Regions from separate parts of the Mus musculus genome. Here region 1 is linked to region 2. Evidence: chromatin contacts called from public promoter capture Hi-C data. All regions are on one chromosome and are shown on one strand. Each heading gives the region's core, a stretch centred on a gene start, on an enhancer-like site or on the middle of the called end of the contact. The rest is flanking DNA. Distances are from core to core; before and after follow the strand shown.

Evidence for each region. Capture Hi-C pulls out chosen DNA fragments and counts their contacts.
Region 1: a contact with region 2 is called in a promoter capture Hi-C map of adipose tissue. The contact joins the promoter of Pdcd6ip here to the promoter of Fbxl2 in region 2. A contact is called at or near these places in 1 of 484 Hi-C or Micro-C datasets (natural killer cells), 5 of 115 datasets of contacts at active chromatin or transcription factors (bone marrow-derived macrophages, effector CD8 T cells, epiblast stem cells and 2 more) and 2 of 9 other capture datasets (adipose tissue and liver).

Annotation. Positions count from the first base shown.
Region 1 is chr9:113,706,599-113,710,011 of GRCm38.p6, forward strand. It overlaps Pdcd6ip (programmed cell death 6 interacting protein), which reads right to left and starts at 1,661. Exons shown (of 18, transcript NM_011052.2): 1 at 1,301-1,661. The coding sequence starts at 1,509.
Region 2 is chr9:114,025,469-114,028,946 of GRCm38.p6, forward strand. It overlaps Fbxl2 (F-box and leucine-rich repeat protein 2), which reads right to left and starts at 1,283. Exons shown (of 15, transcript NM_178624.6): 1 at 1,225-1,283. The coding sequence starts at 1,227.

The DNA of each region.
Region 1 (3,413 bases), core at 411-2,910, 320 kb before region 2:
GTAAGGCGAAGGCAAAGCTTCCCTCACAGAAATGGCTCACAACCTTTCTAATGCTTTGCCCTTTAATACAGCTCCTCCTGGTGTAGTGACGCCCAACCATAAAATCTGTTGTTACTTCATACCTGTAATTCTGCTACTATCACGAATGGTAATATAAATATCTGATATGCAGGATGTCTGATACGTCACCCCAAAGGGGCCGTGACCCACAGTTTGAGAACCACTGCCTTAGAGGCACGGATGATACAATGTGCATCAAGCACTTGAGACAGCCGCTGGATACACAGGCCACATATACCACCCGCAGACAAGCACTGTGTGACTAACCCCAGCACTCGCAGACGTTCCTTACAGTTTTACAAAACTCGGGCACTTTAAAGCAAATCCACTCTAAAACTCTCGTGAGAGAACTGTTTGAAATCTGGCTCCTCACTCTGTCAACAGATAAAGTCTACTCAGTGCTGGGAGCCATTCTAACTACGGTAAGGGCTGCTAGTGGCCATCTGGCAACACATGCAGGAAACATCACGGGAGCAAGATGATGCCAAAACTAAGGGGTGTCTCTGGACAGCTCTGTTCCCACCCTAATCCACCAGCGTCCCTTGCATGAAACAAGATCATATTACCAGAAATTGGATCATAAGGTATCACGGAAATGTTATCATTATCAAGTACCTGGGTTGTCACCAATTGCAAAAAGGACCAGGGTATTCCATACGTGCATACGCCCGTGTCAAAAGATTTTTAAGTAACCAGTCTCAGCGGTCTACTATGTCATTCAAGTTTTCTTTCAAACGACTGTAGCTCCTAACTTTTACAACTGTCAGTCTGTCACTTGATTATTGGAACATGAGATGACTTACTTCAAGTGAACAATATAATAAGTCACCGACATTTGGTTTAGTGTCCAAATTCTCTCCCTTCCCTTTCGTAACTATTATTAGGAAATCTAGACGTGGTCCAATAAAGTCACAAACAGGGATTGTAAAAGGGAGACTCCAGTTGTAACACCCAAAAAGTGAAAACCGGTCAAACGGCTGTAACCAGAGAGATCATTACACGGCAGACGTCCTCCCAGGTAAGGAGCCTCGGTGACAGAAGGCACTCGGAAGGGAGGACAGGGTTATGAGTCCTCTCACCAGGAAAGAATGCTGACCACACCTACGCTGCTGGCCTGAGTCAGAGTGGAGGCCAGGCGCGGGGGAGAGGAAAAGGCTATGAAGGGAGGAGGAAGCGAGGCTGGGGAGGGGAGCGGGGACAGGAAGGGAGGCTGGGAGGGAGCCCCGCCGCCCGGGCCCACCTCAGCAACGTCTCCAGGGCGCCCTCATGCTTGTCCAGCGGGCGACCGAGCGCCGAGCGCCGCAGTTTGCTGAGCTCCTCGGCCGCACGGCAGTACTGGGCCTGCTCCTCGCCGCCGCTCGGGTACGTCTGCTGGATGAACTTCACCAGCGGCTTGGCCAGGTCCACCTCCGAGGTCTTCTTCAGCTGCACCCAGATGAACGACGCCATGGTGAGCGCCCGGCCGCCGCGTCGGGCCGCACAGACGGAGGGACAGCGACCACGGCCTAGGCGCGCTCGGCACCGGCAGCGGAGGAGCGGACCGACGGGCCGACGGACTGGGCCGCCAGCGCTTCGAGCTGGCCACTTCCGGGAGCCCCCGCGCAGGCGCAGTCGGAGGGGCGCGCCGCTCGGTCACGTGATGGTGCCACCAAAGCGTCGCTCACCTGGGCTCGCCTGTGCGGCGCCTGCGTGGTGGGATCAGGCGGTAGCCTACTGCGATGATTAAATTTTCAAAAAGATTCTTTTGGTTATTTTGGTTTGGTTTGGTTGTTTTGTTCGAGACTGGGTTTCTCTGTGTAGCCCTGGCTATCTTGGAACTGACTTGTAGTCCAAGCCGGCCTCGAACTCGCGGAGATCTTCCTGCCTATGCCTCCCCAATGCTGGGATTAAAGGCATACGCCACTACCACCCGGCTCAAGAAGATTTTAAATTCTCCTTAGATTCTGCTCTATTTTTCTTTTTAAAATATTTTTAATTGATTGTATTTTTCCTTTTTTATTACAAAAATTAATTTTATAGGTCAATATATTCTGCCCGGTGGTGAAATGCTCCTTTGTTATGCTTTCTCCTATGAGACCAGACCCTGGGGAGTATTGTGATGTGCGGTTGAAGGTCCATTGTGTGTGCAGCCTTACCCCCACCCCCACCCCCCAGGGCAAAAGTAGAAAAAGTCCCTGCCTTCGTGCAGTCTTCCAGGTAAGGACACAGTCGGTAGTAAGGTACGTAAAAAGAGATCTCTTAGAAGAACATAGCATAAGCAAGATAATTTAAGAAACATCCTCCCAGAAGATGAATTTAAAAGAATACTCGCAATTTGACATTAAAAGAGAGCACGGGTGGAGAGACTTAAGTGGGAAGAGGCCCCAGACCTAAAGCACGAGTATCCCATATCCAGAACTTAAAAGGGAAGTAGAGACTAGAATGAAAGGAAGTTGAAGAGTGACACCACAAATCATTATGAAACTTGTAGTCAGTGTCTAGAATCTATTTAGTACAATCAGTCGTACTTAAGCAATTTTTTTTATATTTTTTACAAAGGCCTCCCTGGGTAACTGGGGAAATAGATTAGCAGTTAAAGACTGTTTGCTGCTCTGCCTGAGTGAGAGGCCGACCTGGGTTCCCAGTAGCCTCTTTAGGAACACACTCAACACCTGTAACTCAAGGCGACCCATCACCCTCTTGGGGCCTCCTCTGGGGCCAGCCCTCACGCGCACATACATAGAATGTTTCTTGAAGGCCTCCCAGAAGACAAGTCTGGTATTTTTACTGTTTATTTTTATTATGGTTTATTTATTGGGGAGTACTCAGAGGTCAGAGGTCAACTTCTGGAATCAGTCCCTTCTACCACGTGGGTCTCAGGGGTGGAACTCAGGTGGGCATGATTGACAGCAAGCACCTTTCCCTGCTGAGCCATCTCACCACTCTTGATGGAGCAAATGTTGATGAACAATATCGTCCATGAAACATTCCAGGCAAAACTAACTTGAATCTATCAAGCCTTCACATCAAACACGCAATTTTTTTCATTTTTTATTATATATATATATATATACATATATATATATATATACACACACACACACACACATATATGGGTTTCTGCATGTATGTCTGTGTACCATGTTTGTTCCTGATGCCCCCTGAAGTAAGAAGAGGGCATCAGATCCCCTGGAACTGGAGTTTCAGAAATGATGAGCTGCATATGGGTGCTGGGAATCGAACCTGTGTCCTCTGGAAGAGCAGCTAGTGCTTTAACAGGGGAACCATCTCTCCAGTGCCAGATCACACAATTTATAAGAAATACAACAGGCGAAATAAGAAATTCTGTGACGTTTCAGAGCATAACTGGTGTA
Region 2 (3,478 bases), core at 33-2,532:
TGTGTGTGGTGCCTGTAACCACAGTGATGCGGAAGTCATGGGTGAGAGTGAGGACCCCCCAGCCTAGCCAAGTCGGTGAGTCCAGGTTCAGTAAAATACGGTAGACAGGGATGGAGAAAGATGATCATTGACCTCTGAACCTCACACCGTGCCTACACACACACACACCAAGCAAATCCCATCTAATCACTCATGGCAGATACATATTTTTTTCCTTGCATTATTTATATGGAGGACATGCCCTGTACAGAGAGAGGTCAGAGGATAATTTACAGACTCTCTGCTCCCGACACTCATGGGTCAGGGGTAGAAAACTCAGGTCATCAGGATTGGCAACAAGTTCCTTTAACCCCTGAACCATCTCACCGGACCTCTAGATACGTATTTCTTAAAATTAGGCACTTCTCCATTAGCTGACCCTCAAATATCCTATTCCCAGGAAGCGTCACAAACCAGGGAGCCCACTTCTCTTCCAGATGGGGGACTCTCAAGAAATCACGGCGTAACCTTGCCCATTAGAGCCAGCACCCAAGCCAAGTCAATTAAGGCTTCAAACAAGAAGCTAATGGAGGCCAGGTGGCCTGCCCACAGCCTTTCAAGTTTATTGAGCAAAGCTAACGGCTTCTGTAAGGCGTTTACAACGTACTAATGACAGATTCATTAAATCTCTCACTGAAAGTGCAGCACTCAGGAAAAAAAAAAAAGTTCAGCTCAATGCTTTCTATTTTTATAAAAGGGGTGAAAGGGTATCTCTGAAGCCACCCATTAAATCCCGTCGTGCTGGGAGCCCCGTTAGGACGTAGAACTTGAATCAAATGCATGGTTCGGTATTGACATCATTGCATAAAAGCAGCCTGAAGTACGCAGCCTGAAATGTGTGGCTGTGGGTATCTATGTAACCACACCCTCTGGTGGCTTCCCGGGCACGCTCGTGACGAACAGCGTCACCGCGTCGGGGTGGTCCACAGAGTGGAGGTCCCGGGTGTGCAACAGAGAGCACAGCGTCCCGGTGCCCCCTGGCATCCAGGACCTGGGAACCTGGTTTCTCAGGACCGATCTCACCAGCCTTGCCCTGCCCTGCTCTGCCCTGCCCTGACGCGCCCGGCCTCATCCGACCCGGCCCTGCCCTGCCCTGCCCCGCCCAGCAGCCCTAGGCGCTTCTCTGCGTCCTCCCCTAGGCGCCCAGCATCTCCGCTGCCCCGCAGGCGCGGGCCCCAGACTCACCATGGCCGCGAGCGCGCCCACAGCCTGAAGTCACACGGCGCCGGCGACGCCCGTTGTCCTGGTGACGCCAGCCCGACGCCCCGCCCCGGCCTCAAGGTGGGCTCGGAGACCGCTATTGGCCTGCGACTGCCACGTGATCCGTAGGCACGCCCTTCGGCCCGCCCACTTCTCCTTGCCCCACGCAGCTCTGAGGAGGGAGCTGGCTGCCCTGGGGCTCCACACCTAGTCCTTTCCCATCACCACAGCATCAGCATCACCTTGACGCCCTTACAACCGACAGGTGTCCCAGATATGCACTGGCCAGAGCAAAATACCTTTGTGGATTCTCTCTATTAAAATAAACAAACAAACAAGGGGCTGGAGAGATGGCTCAGTGGTGAAAGCTCCTCTAGAGGTCCTGAGTTCAATTCCTAGCAACAGCATGGTGGCTCACAACCATCTGTAACAGGATCTGGTACCCTCTTCTGGTGTGTCTGAAGAGAATGACAGTGTACTCATATACATAAAATAAATAGTTTTTAAAGGAACAAACAACAACAAAACCCTAAATTGTTGGAGCTGGGAATGTGACTTTTAGTTGGCAGCCAATTGCCTCGGGTGCATGAAGCCCTGGGTTCCATCCCCAGTGCCACATAAACCTAGCATGGTGGTGTACACCTGTAACCTCGGCATAGGGAGGTGAAACCTGGAGGACCAGATAGGTCATCCTCAGCGAGCTCGAGGTCAGCCTGGGATATATATGACCTTGTCTTGAAAAACCAAAACCAAAACCAAAACAAATACCAATCACCCAAGATGGCACTCAATTGTTGAGGCCGTTTTAAATGATCAATGAATCCGATCACAGTAAATGCCTGCACCTGAAATGGTCACGGCTGGTATTCTAATCTACTCGCTTGCATGCTTCCAATTAAATACATTCTGAAACATGCATTTATTCTATAAGCTACTTCCTTTGATTAAAAAGTATTATCCTTAAACTGGTGCCAAGTGGCTAAGGTGGAATCCTAAGTACTTGGGAGACAGAGGGCAGCAGGGTCTCTTGAGTCAGGAGTCCAAATCAAGACTGACCAATATAGAGAGACCCCATGTCAAACACATAAACACATTGATATGTGTAGTCTTTGTAGCTCTTTTACTGATGTAGCTTAATAAGCATAGTTTCTAATTTAGTAAATCAGATGGCAATTTGTTGGGTTTTTTAAATGTGGCTGAATAAAATTTGGATACCCTCAGATCCAGTCCATCAACCTGATAGAGAAGAAATATTTAGTATAGGAATGAGGTTCAGCTGGTAGGGCGCTTGCCTAGCTCGCATGCAGGAACCCTGGGTTTGATCTACAACACTGCAGAAACCTTGTATGGTGGTGTCTTAGGGTTTTACTGCCGTGAACAGACACCATGACCAAGGCAACTCTTATAAAGGCAAACATTAGCTGGGGCTAGCTTACAGTTTTAGAGGTTCAGTCCATGATCATCGTGACAAGAAGCAGGGCAGCGTGCAGGCAGGAGCCGAGAGTTCTACATCTTGACCCACAGGCAGCAGAATAAGATCATATCTTCCAGCCTCAAGATCTGAAGCAAAAGTATGTTGTCTTCCTGCCTCAAAATTCGAATCATGGCTGTGATCTTTCCATATCTGGACTGAGTTTCATTCCAGATAGAGTCAGGCTGACAATCAACAGCCATCGCAGATGCTCATGAACAGTAGGCTGGAGGGTCCGAGGTTCAAGGTGATCTATCCTCCTTGCTGCACAGGAAGTCTGAGCCAGTGTAGGCTCCATGAGACCCTGGCTCAAAGCTAACTAACTAGATATAAAAATCACCCTGACATCTCCCCTGCGGTGCCTGACAGACACCACTGGCTTTACATTCCCAAGGTTCTTGCTCCCTGGTCTTTCCAACCTCAGCAAACACTTCTAGTGTTGCCTGGTTGCTCTGATCAAATTGTTCTTGATGCCCTCCCCGCCTTTCCACCCTTTGACCTTGCTTTCCATTAACAAACCTTCTCAAATCTGTCTTTAAAAAAAAAAAAAAATGAGGGTGTGGTGGTGCAAGCCCTTAATCCCAGCATTTGGAAGACAGAGATGGGAGGACCTCTGTGAGCTTGAGGCCAGCCTGGTCTACATAGTGAGTTCCAGGACATAAAGAAACATTGTCTCACAAAAATAAAACAAAAACATGTCCTCAAGGGCAGGGGAGATGGCTTGGACCATCAAGTACTTGTCACACAGGCAGAAGGACTTGAGTTTGG